2 separate regions of the Capra hircus genome follow, and region 2 is linked to region 1. A link is a contact called in public Hi-C data. All regions are on one chromosome and are shown on one strand. Each heading gives the region's core, a stretch centred on a gene start, on an enhancer-like site or on the middle of the called end of the contact. The rest is flanking DNA. Distances are from core to core; before and after follow the strand shown.

Region 1 (6,388 bases), core at 3,655-6,154:
AGATTATTTTATCATCTGAGCCACCATGGTTTTGCTCATATCCGGCTCCCAAGGGACTCTGTGTCCTCAGACATAATGATTGGCTTAGGATTGGGCACATGACCCAAATGAGACCATTCAAAATCCTCCTTGAAAAAAAAGTCTTCCTTGAGACTTTTCTGCCAATGGGATTTGGGGAAATGCTCTCCTGCCTCTGAAGAGACTAAGCTGGTAGGAGGTAAGTTGGAGCTGCCAGTGATCATTATATTATCCAGTAGAGAAGACCTGTTTAACAGAAAGGGAGTCTTGATAACATCATTTGAGCTCCTGGATCAAGATGTGCCTGAAACCAACAGCCTTTCCTTCCCATGGGTAAATGAGTTGTCTTTTCATTTAATCTATTTACTTTGGTGTTTATGCCAATTGCACCTGAAAGAATCCCCAATGATTTTATTTTTTGAATAAAAATGCTTCATTATTATCTCACCTTTACTCTGAGAAAGTGTGGATTAGACATGAAAAGTAAGGCACTGCTCTCACAATATCAGCTAGGAGGTAAAATCTTTGGGTGAGGAAACTATGGGTCTCTAGCCTCTCTTGGTTCAGTTTCTGTGAGTCAGAGCAGAGTCCTGGGTCAGAGCAGCTTCATTCTTGTCTGGTTGTGCAAGAAATCAGGCAAACCCATTTCCAAATGTAAATACCAAAATTCGTTCCTTTGGCCAAGTTTAGCTTCTTTTGGCTTAGTTCTCTTTTGGATTGTAAACTTTCTTACTGTTGCAGATACTATCCGTATGGCCACTTTAAAATGTCTGGGTTAAGAAGCCTGGTGCTTGGTACTTCCCTGGTGGACCAGTGGCTAAGATTCTGAGTTCCCAGTGAAGGGGGCTAAGGTTGGATTCCTGGTCAGGGGACTAGCTCTCACGTGCTGCAACCAAGAGTTCACATGCCACAACTAAAGATCCTGAAACAGCACTGCCAAATAAATTAATTAAAGGAAGAATAAGAAACCTGATGTTCCTTCTCCAAGTACTAAAGCCATGGGCCTTTCCGCCTTGTTCCCCCTGCTCCCAGTGATTTTCAAAAACCATAAAGTTTATTCTTATTAATGTTCAGAAAAATCTAAAATGAGCACTTACTCCTAGGTCCTTCTGTCAAAGTCCGTCTCAAGCACAGAAGGTGTATCATGGCTGCTGAATAGAAATAATAGGAAACTTGAGAAAGGCCTCACACATTTTTGGGGAACCAGTTGGTGCTTGTGGGTGCATACTCAGTGGCTCAGTTGTGTCAGACTCTGGAATCCCATGGACTGCAGCCTGCCAGGCTCCTCTGTCCATGGAATTTTCTAGGCAAGAATACTGGAGTGGGTTGCCATTTCCTACTTTAAGATCTCTCCATATACAGGGCTTCAAAGGGTTGTTGTTGTTGTTTTTTTTTTTCCCCAAATGGAGAATCCTTCTTTAGAGGTTCTTAGTAAAATTATAGGCCATTTTTGGAAAGAGAAACTGTAAAAGAGGCAGGAGTGACAAGACTCAACTAGTACAAAAATCTGCTTTTAAACCATTGTTGGCAGCTCAACCCCTGGGGTGATGCTCAGAAAGGAGCACAGGTGACATGCCCGCCAAATACAATCAGCTGGACCCTTTCACTTGAGGACAGCTTGTCTAAAAGGGTCCATGAAAAGCTGGCATTAGAAAGGAGTGTCCAGGAGGCCAGGAACACGAGCTATATATGGCTTGCTCATTGACCTTCTTTTCTTTTGCTCTGTAGCAACCTTGAGATCACTGCCGAGTGAGCCCCTTCAAGGGGTTCTCGTTGAGATCAGGTGCAAGTCTTCCATCTCATAGTTACCGATAAACATGCTAGGAGACTTCCTTGGCGGTCCAGCGGTTAAGACTCCTGGCTTCCAATGCAGGGTGCGTGGGTTCAGTCTGGTGGGGGAACTAAGATCCCGCATGCTGCACAGTGCAGCCAAAATAAAAAAATAAACAAGGCTGGCACTAATCTCCCTGAAACTTATCTTGGGTCCATGCTTATGAAGCAATACACAAACTTGGCAGCTTACAACCATGTGCCATATACCACCTCACAGACTGGTATCGAGGGGTCAGCCAGGCTGAGTTCTCATCTGAAGGATCAACAGAAAAACCTGCTTCCAAGCTCATTTTTCTTTTTTTAAATTAACAGGTTTTTTTTAAAAATTATGTGTTTATTCATTTTGCTGCATCAGATCTTATTCTCTTCACGTGGGGTCCCTCGTTGTGGTGCGCGGTGGTGCACGGACTCTAGCTGTGTCCCAAGGGCTCAGTTGCTGCAGCGTACAGGCTTTACTGCTCTGCAGCATGCGGGATCTTAGTTCCCCAACCAGGGACTGAACCCACAGTCCCTGCATTGGAAGGCAGATTCTTAGCCCCTGGCCAGGGAAGTCCCCTGAACTTTTTAAAAGGAGTTTCTTTTAAAATATGGTTTGCATTCATGATTCAAAATTCAAGAGATACCAAAAGATATGTGCAGCCGAAGTCACACCCACCTCTGTCTCCACTTCCCTAGTCCTCCCTCACTGGAAACAACTATTGTTACTACTTTGTAAATCCTTACACAGACAAAATCTATACTTATAAGTACATATATAGATTCTTTTTCTCTTTTCTCTTTTTAAAAACAAGAAACAGAATGGTAGTATGCTCTTCATGTGGCTATATACCTTGCTCTGGCTTATTATACTTAAAAATGATTTTGGAGACTGTGCATATTAGCACATAAAAACTTTCTCATTCTTTTTCTGGAGGCCAAGCATTTCATTCTATGGATATGTCGTAATTTATTTGGACTTCCCCTGTGGCTCAGCAGTAAGGAATCTGTTTGCAGTGCAGGAGACGTAGGTTCAACCCCTGGGTTGGGAAGATCCCTAGGAGAAGGAAACAGCAGCCCATCGCAGTATTCTTGCCTGGGAAATCCCAGGGACAGAGGAGCCTGGTGGGCTACAGTCTAGAGGGAGTTGCAAAAGAGTGAGACATGACCAAGCAACTAAACAACAACATAATTTATTTAAATGGTCCCGTCTTGCTGGATGCTATAACTGAATGTTTGTATTTCTCCCAAATTCATGTTACATCCTAATGCCCAGTGTGATGGTATTAGGAACGAGGCCTCTGAGTGGTAATTAGGTCATGATAATGGAGCCCTCCTTAATGGGATTAATGTGTTTATAAAGATTAAGATATGTTTACAAGACTCCACCTAGATCCCTCTCCCCTTCTACCAGGTGAGGACACTGCAAGAAGATGGCCCTCTACAAACAAGGAAGTGTGCTCACATGAGACATCAAATTTATTGGTGCCTTGATCTTGGAGTTCCAGCCTCCAGAAATGTGAGGAATAAATTCATGTTTTTCAATCAACTCTCCATCCGTTTTCCCCTACTATCTTATGTGTCCTGTCTTAGGACACAGCCAGTGTTACCAGTTTCATTTGTGAATTGCCAGAGAAGGTTCATGAATATGCAAGCATGGACATGTAAGAATAGATAGATAAACAGATGTTAGATCAGTTGATTGATCTATCAGTATCTTTTTTTACACATTATTACATAAAAGGAAATGCTAACCCACTCCAGTATTCATGCCTGGGAAATGCCATGGACAGAGGACCGTGGCACGCTACAGTCCATGGGGTTGCGGAGGGTCAGACACAGCTTAGTTAGCAACTAAACAACCACCACACACCATATTCATATGTACACCCTGCAGTACAATGGCTTTTTAAGAAAACTGAACAATATAGAGCAATCTAGAAAAAATTGAATGCTTTTAAGAATGTGTTATTCAGTAAGCTGATTATGTGAACATTTAAGATGCACGTGGGGACATGTCAAGAATTTTGAGTTTCGGTTCTTTCTTCTTTACAACTGTGAGGAAATGAAGTTACAATCTTGCTGCCATTCCAGCCAATCATGGAGAGGCTTCCCTGGTGGCTCAGATGGTAAAAATCTGCCTGTAATGTGGGAGACCTGTGTTCGATCGCTGGGTCAGGAAGATCCCCTGGAGAAGGAAATGGCAACCCACTCCAGCCTTCTTGCTGGGAGAATTTTATGGACGGAGGAGCCTGGCAAGCTACAGTCCACAGAGTTGCAGAGTCAGACATGACTGAGGAACTAATGCTTGATGGAGAGGCGTCACAAAAGCACAAAGGACTGGGATGAATTTGCCTACAGGATTCTTAAATGGGGTGACGTGTGAGGCTGCAGACCGAGCGTTTCTAAGACGACGGGCACTTCCAGACTGGTTTTGAATGCACGTTCACATACAGTATTGTGTTAGTCAGGGTTCTCCAGAGACAGAACCAACAGAATGTGTATGTTTATATACAGAAAAAGATTTAAGAAACTTATAAGGAGCTGGCTCCCATGGTTATGTAGGCTGATAAGTCCAAAATCAGCTGCGTGGGTGAGCAGTCTCAAGACCCAGAATTGCTGACGATGCAGGTGAAGTCTGAAGTTTTTGCAAAAAGGAAAATGTTCTGAAGCTAGATGGTTGCACAACAATATGCATGTACTTGACACCACCAAACTATATACCTAAAAAATGGTAAATGTTATGTGTGTTTTACTGTGATTAAAAAATAAATTACATCACTTAAAAAACAACCTTTTATTGTCTCACTATTTATGTGAGTCAAATTTAGGAGCATGAGACTTCCTGATGGTCCAGTGGTTAAGACTCTGTGTTTCCACTACAGGGGGCACAGGTTCGATCCCTGGTTGGGAAATTAAGATCCCAAATGCTGCAGTGTCGCCCTCCAAAAGAAGAGATTTAGGAACAACTTAGCTGGGTGATTCTGGTACAAGGTCTCAAAGTTGCAGTCAGATGTTGGCTGGGGCTGCAGTCATCAAAGTCATCTGAAGGCTTAACTGGGGTTGGAGGATCTGCTTCCAAGATCCTTCCGTGTGACTTACCTGGCTGCTGGCTGATGGCCTTGGGTCCACGCTATTGGCAGGAAGCCTTAACTTCTCACCACATGAACCTCTCCCTAGGGCTGCTTAAGCATTGTCATAACATGGCAGCCAGTGTCCTCCAGAACCAGCCATCCCATTCTCGTGAGAAGCACATGTCATTTATGATTTAGCCACAGATGACTCATTTATGCAGCATCCTCTTTGTCAGAAGTGAGTCACTGAGTACTGTTATGCTCAGGGATAATAGTCTCCACCTTTTGAAGGGACTAGCGTTAAATAATTTGTAAACATGCTGTAAAATCACTCTGGCATTCAAACTGAAGTAGGAAGACATTCTAATAAAAACCACTTAATGTCTCTAAGCGTTTGTTTGCTCAAATGACATAAAGGTTCTGTTTGCGCAAATGTCTGTGACCAAAGTGACGAAGTACATGACTGGTTTGGTCTGGGTCTCCTTGAACTTCACAGTATGTGTTCAGTTCAGTTCAGTTCAGTTCAGTCGCTCAGTCGTGTCCGACTCTTTGCGACCCCATGAATCGCAGCACGCCAGGCCTCCCTGTCCATCGCCAACTCCCGGAGTTCACTCAGACTCATTACTCTACCAAAAAAAAAGATGGATTCTGTTCCCCAGGGGAAGTGGGGTGGGGTGCTAGGTAGTCAAAGGTGGCCAGATATCCACAGTACACGCCACATTAACTCAGAAAGTGTTAACAAGAGCATACTCCAACAAAGGCATTGCCCTCTGACCTGAGTTAATACTAATTTACCTCGTATTCATGAAGCCAGTTAAAGAAGTCAGCTTTTTCTTTCTTTTTAATTTTTAAAAATTGTGATCTGGGAATTCCCTGGCAGGCCAGTGGTTAAGACTCCTCACTTCCATTGTAGGGGGCACAGGTTCAGTCCTTAGATGGGAAATTAAAATCCCACTTGCCTCTTGGCACAGCCAAGAAAAAAACAAAAGACACAGAAGAGAAAATTCACCATTCTAACCATTTTCAAGTGTCCATCTGAGTGGAATTCGGTACATTCACATTGTTGTGCAACCACCACCATCACACAGCCACAGAACTCTCTTCATTTCCTCAAACTGAAATTCTGGGCTCATTGGACACCAAGTCCCCATTTCTCCCTGCCCACAGTCCCTGGTAACCACCATCTGCTCTGTGTCTCCATGAATTTGCCTGCTTTAAGCATCTCATATAATGGAATCATGCATATTTGTTCTTTCGTGTCTGACTCACTTAGCACAATGTCCTCTCAGTTCATCTATGTTGTAGTGTGTGTCAAAATTTCCTTCCTTCTTAAGGCTGAACAATGTCCCATTGCAGGCTTCCCAGGTGGCACTAGTGGTAGAGAACCTGCCTGCTGATACAGGAGACATCTAGTATTCTTGCCTGGAGAATCCCATGGACAGAGAAGCTTGGCAGGCTACAACCCATAGGGTCGCAAAAAGCTGGAC
Region 2 (5,682 bases), core at 1,374-3,873, 140 kb after region 1:
TTAACATGAAGTGGATTACATACAGAAGGCTGTTCCTGACTGTTTTCAGGGAGCCATTGAACATCAGATAAGGCTCTGCACCTCATTGCCTGAGCTGCCTCATCTGTTACAAGAGGGTTGGATTGGATGGGCCAGCCCAGAGCTTGGAAAGTCTGCACAGTAGAATGCAACAGGTTTCCCTGCTCTTGGCAGGGGTAGCCTGAGTTTGGATTTAGCATTTATTCAAAATGATTCTCACACAGGTATTTCAGAATTGCCAAATATTTTTCTCTTGCTTTCAAAAATGTTTTCACATTGGAAGGCTCTCAGGTTCTTCTGTCTACTCCCCAAACTTCAGTTTAAATGGTTTTTTAATTTGAATGGCTGCTCTTAAATGTTTGAGCTACCACAGGTGGAGCTTTGAGACAACCAGATAGAGATGAGGGGACCACTGGACAGCCCTTTGAAAACACTTTCCAACAGCCCTTTGAAAACGCTTTCCAGAACATTTTGGTGCTTACGGGGTTGCACACATTTTTGCTTTTGCAAAGTGTTCTTCCTCATCATCACCAATGGCTGGTTCCTTCTCTTCCTTCTTGCTTAATGTGACCACAGTTCTGTATTAGCCCGTGTTGCAGTACCTTCAGCCTACACAGTTTTCAGCAGCAAGCATCAGTATTTCTGAATGGGTTTTTTTTTAGGTTAGACTGGAAAAATATTCCAGGCTGTTAAGGAGGGAAAATTCTACATAATCGTATCACTTTTTTGTATCTTAGGAACGTGTTGTGGGCTTTCACCTACTGGGTCCGAATGCTGGAGAGGTGACCCAGGGGTTCGCAGCGGCACTCAAATGTGGGCTGACCAAGGACCAGCTGGACAGCACCATCGGGATCCACCCTGTTTGCGCAGAGGTGCGTCTCTACAGTTTCTTTATTATTATTATGTTTTCTCCACACTTTCTTATTATTATATTTTCTCCACACTTTCAATTAAGGCTAGATAGTGCCTGTCTGTGTGTGCTCAGTCATGTCTGACTCTTTGTGACCCCCATGGGCTGTAGCCCACCAGGCTTCTCTGACAGTGGGATCCTCCAGGCAAGAATACTGGAGTGGGTTACCATTTCCTACTCTAGGGGATCTTCCCGATCTAGGGATCGGACCCGAGCCTCTTGTGTCTCCTACATTGGCAGGCGGATTCTTTACCACTACACCACCTGGAAAGCCCACTAGATAGTACTGTCGTGCTGCTGAATAGTAAAAATGATGAGAGTGATTTATACGGATATGCTTCAAATCGTTTATCATGTGTCATAAATTATTTTCATGGCGATCAGCTGATGATGACATTCGTACTCAAAACGAGCGTCAGTGCTAGTTATCCCTGAGCTACCTGCAGGCTAATGATGTCGTCTCCCTTGTTAGCTTTTAGTGTCAAAGGATGAGAAAGCGAAGCTTGTGAAAGAAAGATCAAGCCAATGACAGCAGAGCTGGAAGCTTCCCAGCGGGGCCTCCGGGTGTCAGCGTTTCTCCACACCCGTCAGTGCTCATCCATGGGCCAGTTACTTACCGCGCTGCCACTAAGTAGGGCTTGTAGGCCAGGCATGCGTCCACTGGAGAACCTGGAGGCCGGGGGAGGTACACATCAAAAGGCTTAGGAACGGAGCTGAGAAGTGCAGCCTGGAAGGATGTTCTCGTTTCCTTTTGCTCTGTCTTTTCCCTGAGTGTCTTCCTCTATACTAATATGCGCCTGTTTAGTGACCAGGTCAGAGAACTTTGTATATGTTGTTTTGTTCTGGGTTTTATTTGTTGTTTTGTTTTTGAAAACTTGTTTTTGTGAAGTAAAACTGAATTTTGAAAAATGATACATAAAAATAGAAAAGAGAATAGATTTTTAAAAGCTCTTGAAGATTGTGCAGTGTATCTTTTATTCAGTGTCATGACTAAGACTGTCTAGGGAAGGAGAGGAGCCAGTTATTGTCATTCTTTTTCAAAAACAGTGTGTTGGATTCTTGGGGCTGACATAACGCACCGTTGCAACTTAGGTGTTTAAAAACAGCAGAAATGTCTTCTATGAGAGTGCTGGAGGCCAGGGTCTGAAAGCAGGGCCATGCTCCCTCCAGGGCCCCTGGAGACGAGGCCTTCCTTGCCTTTATATCCTCTGCCTCTGGCTTCATGTGGCCTTACCTGCTGTGTGTCTGGGTCCAGATTTCCCTCCTACTGTAAGGGTGTGGATTAGGGCCCTGCTGATCCAGCATGGTTTCGTTTTCACTTCGTTACATCTGTAAAGACCCTGTTTCTAACCAAAGTCACGACATTCACAGGCACTGAGGCCTAGGACTTGAGCTTCTCTTTCTGGAGGACTTTATTCAACCCACAACGGTGGGTATGGTTAAAGTCTCGGATACTTTAAAACAGCAGTCATCCTCAACCAGGATAAAGACATCCCTTCCCAACTTGGCTATGCGAGCGTTTAGTTCTTTAATCTGAACGTGGTTCTCAGCAGACTGGTTAAAGGCTGACGTGAGCGTGGCTCCTGCTGCCTCCCTGGTTGTGTCGTGTCATGTCATGACCCAGTGGCAGCACGCGGCACTGTCTGCAGGCTGACTGCCAGCTGGGCAGAGAGGTGCAGTGGAGAAGGCAGGCGTCCCCCTGAAGTCCAGGCCCGCGGAGAGGTCAGCCGGAGGCCTCTGCCCGCGCTGCACCTGGCATGCTGGAAACCCTCCTGAAGCGTGTGCCGCTGTGCGTCTCCATCTGCTGTTTCTCGTATGACTTTGAAGCTCAGAGGTGAACATTCGCTCTTTTCATAGCGCTTTTCTCTTTGTCTTGTTTCCACGGAGGCAACTGATTAATGAGATTTAAAAACTGGCTGCCGCTGTCTCCCTCTGAGTGCATTTGTTGTGCAGCTGTGTGCCTAGCTCCGTGCTGGGTGCTGGCGAGCAGCAGGGGTTTGAGTCAGAGCAGCCAGGCGGGTGAGGGAAGGGCCGGGCACACATCTGGGTGGTGGGGGCTCAGGACAAGTGCACCGTGGCGTTGGGGGCAGTTCCCGCACAAGAGGAGAAGCATGCATTCGTGTCAGCCAGTCCGAGGTAGCACCAAGTACGAGAACCCTGTGTGGCAGAGATCATGGTTTATTCGGGGACCTGAAGGCCCTCAGGACTGCTATCGCAGTGCCACACCAGCTGTGGGTGGTTTGTACCATTTCAATAAAAGAACCTGGGTGATTGCACAGCCTTTGGCTCCGAAGTAGTTCCCTATAGGAGCTGACGTATTCCTCGGTGGAGGCTTTGCTTTTTTGGAGGAAAATAGTTTCCACGGGGTTTCCTTCTGGAGTCGCTGTGGGAGGAGGAGAGACTACTGGTGTTTTGATGAAAGCCCCGCGGTGTTGGTGAGAGAGGAATTCTCAAGGTCTGAGGTGTCAGTGACGCACGAGCGTTATTCAGTTTGAGGTTGGTGTGATGGTTATTTATCCTGGACATCTGAGCAGTAATAATTGAAGAAACTGATCACATGTGATTTTGAGTAGTAGTTTCAACTAATTAAGTTTATCTGTAAAGAAAAAATAATGGCTTAAGAAGAAGGAGCATCAGAGACAAGACCTGTGAAATGTCTTAAATGAATTTTAGTGCCAGACATCGAAAGTTTTGTTTCATTAATAGTCAACAGAATCCCAGTCTACAGTGGATGGGGTGGGGGGATCTTGTAAGGCTCGGAGGGGTTGGCTGGGTAAGAGACGTACATGCCTCCCATAGTGTTTATTTACCCTTTTGTTAGAGTGTTCTTTGTCCTGGGATCAAGAAGCTGCCTCTGCTCGTTTTTTTCAAGTATATTTTTAGGACAATTGTAAATCAGGTCTGTGCGTATAAGATCCATGTAGGAATTGACCCTGTTTGTTTTTTTCCGTATAGACTAACCAGCAATGGCAGTTTGGCTTCCTCCGTGTCTTTAACATGTTTCCAGTAGAAGAGAAATAGATAAGAGCTCTTTCTTTCCCCCTTCGTTTCTTTCCATTTTTGATGGGTTTAGTTTTTTATCCTTGGAGAAGGTAATGGCAACCCACTCCAGTACTCTTGCCTGGAAACTCCCATGGATGGAGGAGCCTGGTAGGCTGCAGTCCATGGAGTTGCAAAGAATCAGACACAACTGAGCGACTTCACTTTCACTTTTCACTTTCATGCATTGGAGAAGGAAATGGCACCCCACTCCAGCGTTCTTGCCTGGAGAATCCTAGGGACAGAGGAGCCCGGTAGGCTGCCGTCTACAGGGTCGCACAGAGTCAGACATGACTGAAGCGACTTAGCAGCAGTTTTTTATCCACACATCCTACAAGTTCTATTTCTAAATTAATTCCTGAGGAATAAAACATAAGCTTACAAATTCACAAGCATGAAATTGGCTTTAATGTATTCCCTTGCTCATTATTTTTCTTTCTTTAGAAAATTGGAAAGAGAGCATGTTTGATGGTATTTTAAATTGCCTGTAATACCAGCATTTGAACACAGCTATTTTCATTATTGCATATTATCTTGCTGATCTCATCCACAGTCACACATTTTTTTTAAACAAAGGAGTTATATTGCTCTTCAAAAAATAGTTGTACTAGTTTATAGTGCCATCAGCTTTGAATTTGAGTGCTCATGAAAATATTGCAAAATTCAGTGCAACTTTTTCTGTAATAAGTTCAAAAGAAAGGACTGTTTCAAGCCTTTTCACATATCTTTGTTAATAAGGATGAACTTCTTATAATTATTATTTTTGGGAATGTGAATTGTTCTCACATTTTCTTCTGGGTTCATGCTTTAAATGTTTTACTAGCCATTATTACTTGGGTCTGACTTTTTTTGCAGTGCTGCTGATAAATTGGCATAGAGGGGGAAAAAAGGCTTTGTCACTGCTTTAAGGTTAAATAGACTAAGGATTTTTCTCAGTATTGTTCCTCCTTTACACAGAATTGTTTTCCCCTCTTATTCACAAGTATTTTTGATGCTGATTCCTATTGTTTTGACCTGTAGAAGTCAAAACGGCCTCAATTTCTTGTGCTTTCCTCTTTGTATTAAAAATCAGGAAACCAAATATTTCTTGAAAATCAAAGATGCAGCTGACCAAAGAGGGTGTCCAGGTATGCTGACAATAAGTCTTGCTTCCACTGGGGCTCTCCCAAATAGGCCATGGCTTCTTGTCTCAGTGAGACACTCACTGGCTCGCTGAAGTGAAGTGAAGTGAAAGTCGCTCAGTCGTGTCCAACTCTTTGTGACCCTATGGACTATACAGTCCATGGAATTCTCCAGGCCACAGTACTGGAGTGGGTAGCCTTTCCCTTCTCCAGGGGATCTTCCCAACCCAGGGATCGAACCCAGGTCTCCCACATTGCTAAACACAAAATTACTTTGTTTTTATGCCTGAGCAGTATGGATAGTCAGTTTGGGTGTGGTTTTGTTTTTCCTGTATGCCTTGTGGGGCTTGGAGGTCATCATGGATCAGCTGCAGCCCAGCTCCCTGCTGTCGTCACTCCAGGACCCAGCTGACAGGGCAGCTTCTTCTGGGGCCACTGTGGCTTAATGGCAGAGAGACAGGAGGTGCAGGAAGAGCACCTTGGTGCTCAGGGCTTGTGTTCCCAAGTGATGCTTTCCACTTCCCCTCCTTGGCCAGAGCAAGCCCCTGTCCCTGACATCCATGTCCAGTAGGGCAGGAATGTATGACGTGTCCA

Evidence for each region. Hi-C and Micro-C count contacts between places; a contact is called where the count stands out from the background.
Region 2: a contact with region 1 is called in a Hi-C map of blood, with 3 times the contacts expected there. The contact joins two enhancer-like sites. A contact is called at or near these places in 2 of 5 Hi-C or Micro-C datasets (blood and liver).

What each region holds. Positions count from the first base shown.
Region 1 is chr5:66,508,022-66,514,409 of ARS1.2, forward strand. No RefSeq gene overlaps it. Among named protein-coding and RNA genes, the nearest start is that of MIR2284E, 31 kb to the right of the region's middle. Within about 2 kb of position 4,905, at least 1 of the 5 cell types and tissues checked has an H3K27ac peak or open chromatin away from gene starts, as enhancers often do.
Region 2 is chr5:66,649,193-66,654,874 of ARS1.2, forward strand. TXNRD1 (thioredoxin reductase 1, cytoplasmic) reads left to right here. Exons shown (of 16, transcript XM_005680561.3): 15 at 756-890. Among named protein-coding and RNA genes, the nearest start is that of EID3, 44 kb to the left of the region's middle. Within about 2 kb of position 2,624, at least 1 of the 5 cell types and tissues checked has an H3K27ac peak or open chromatin away from gene starts, as enhancers often do.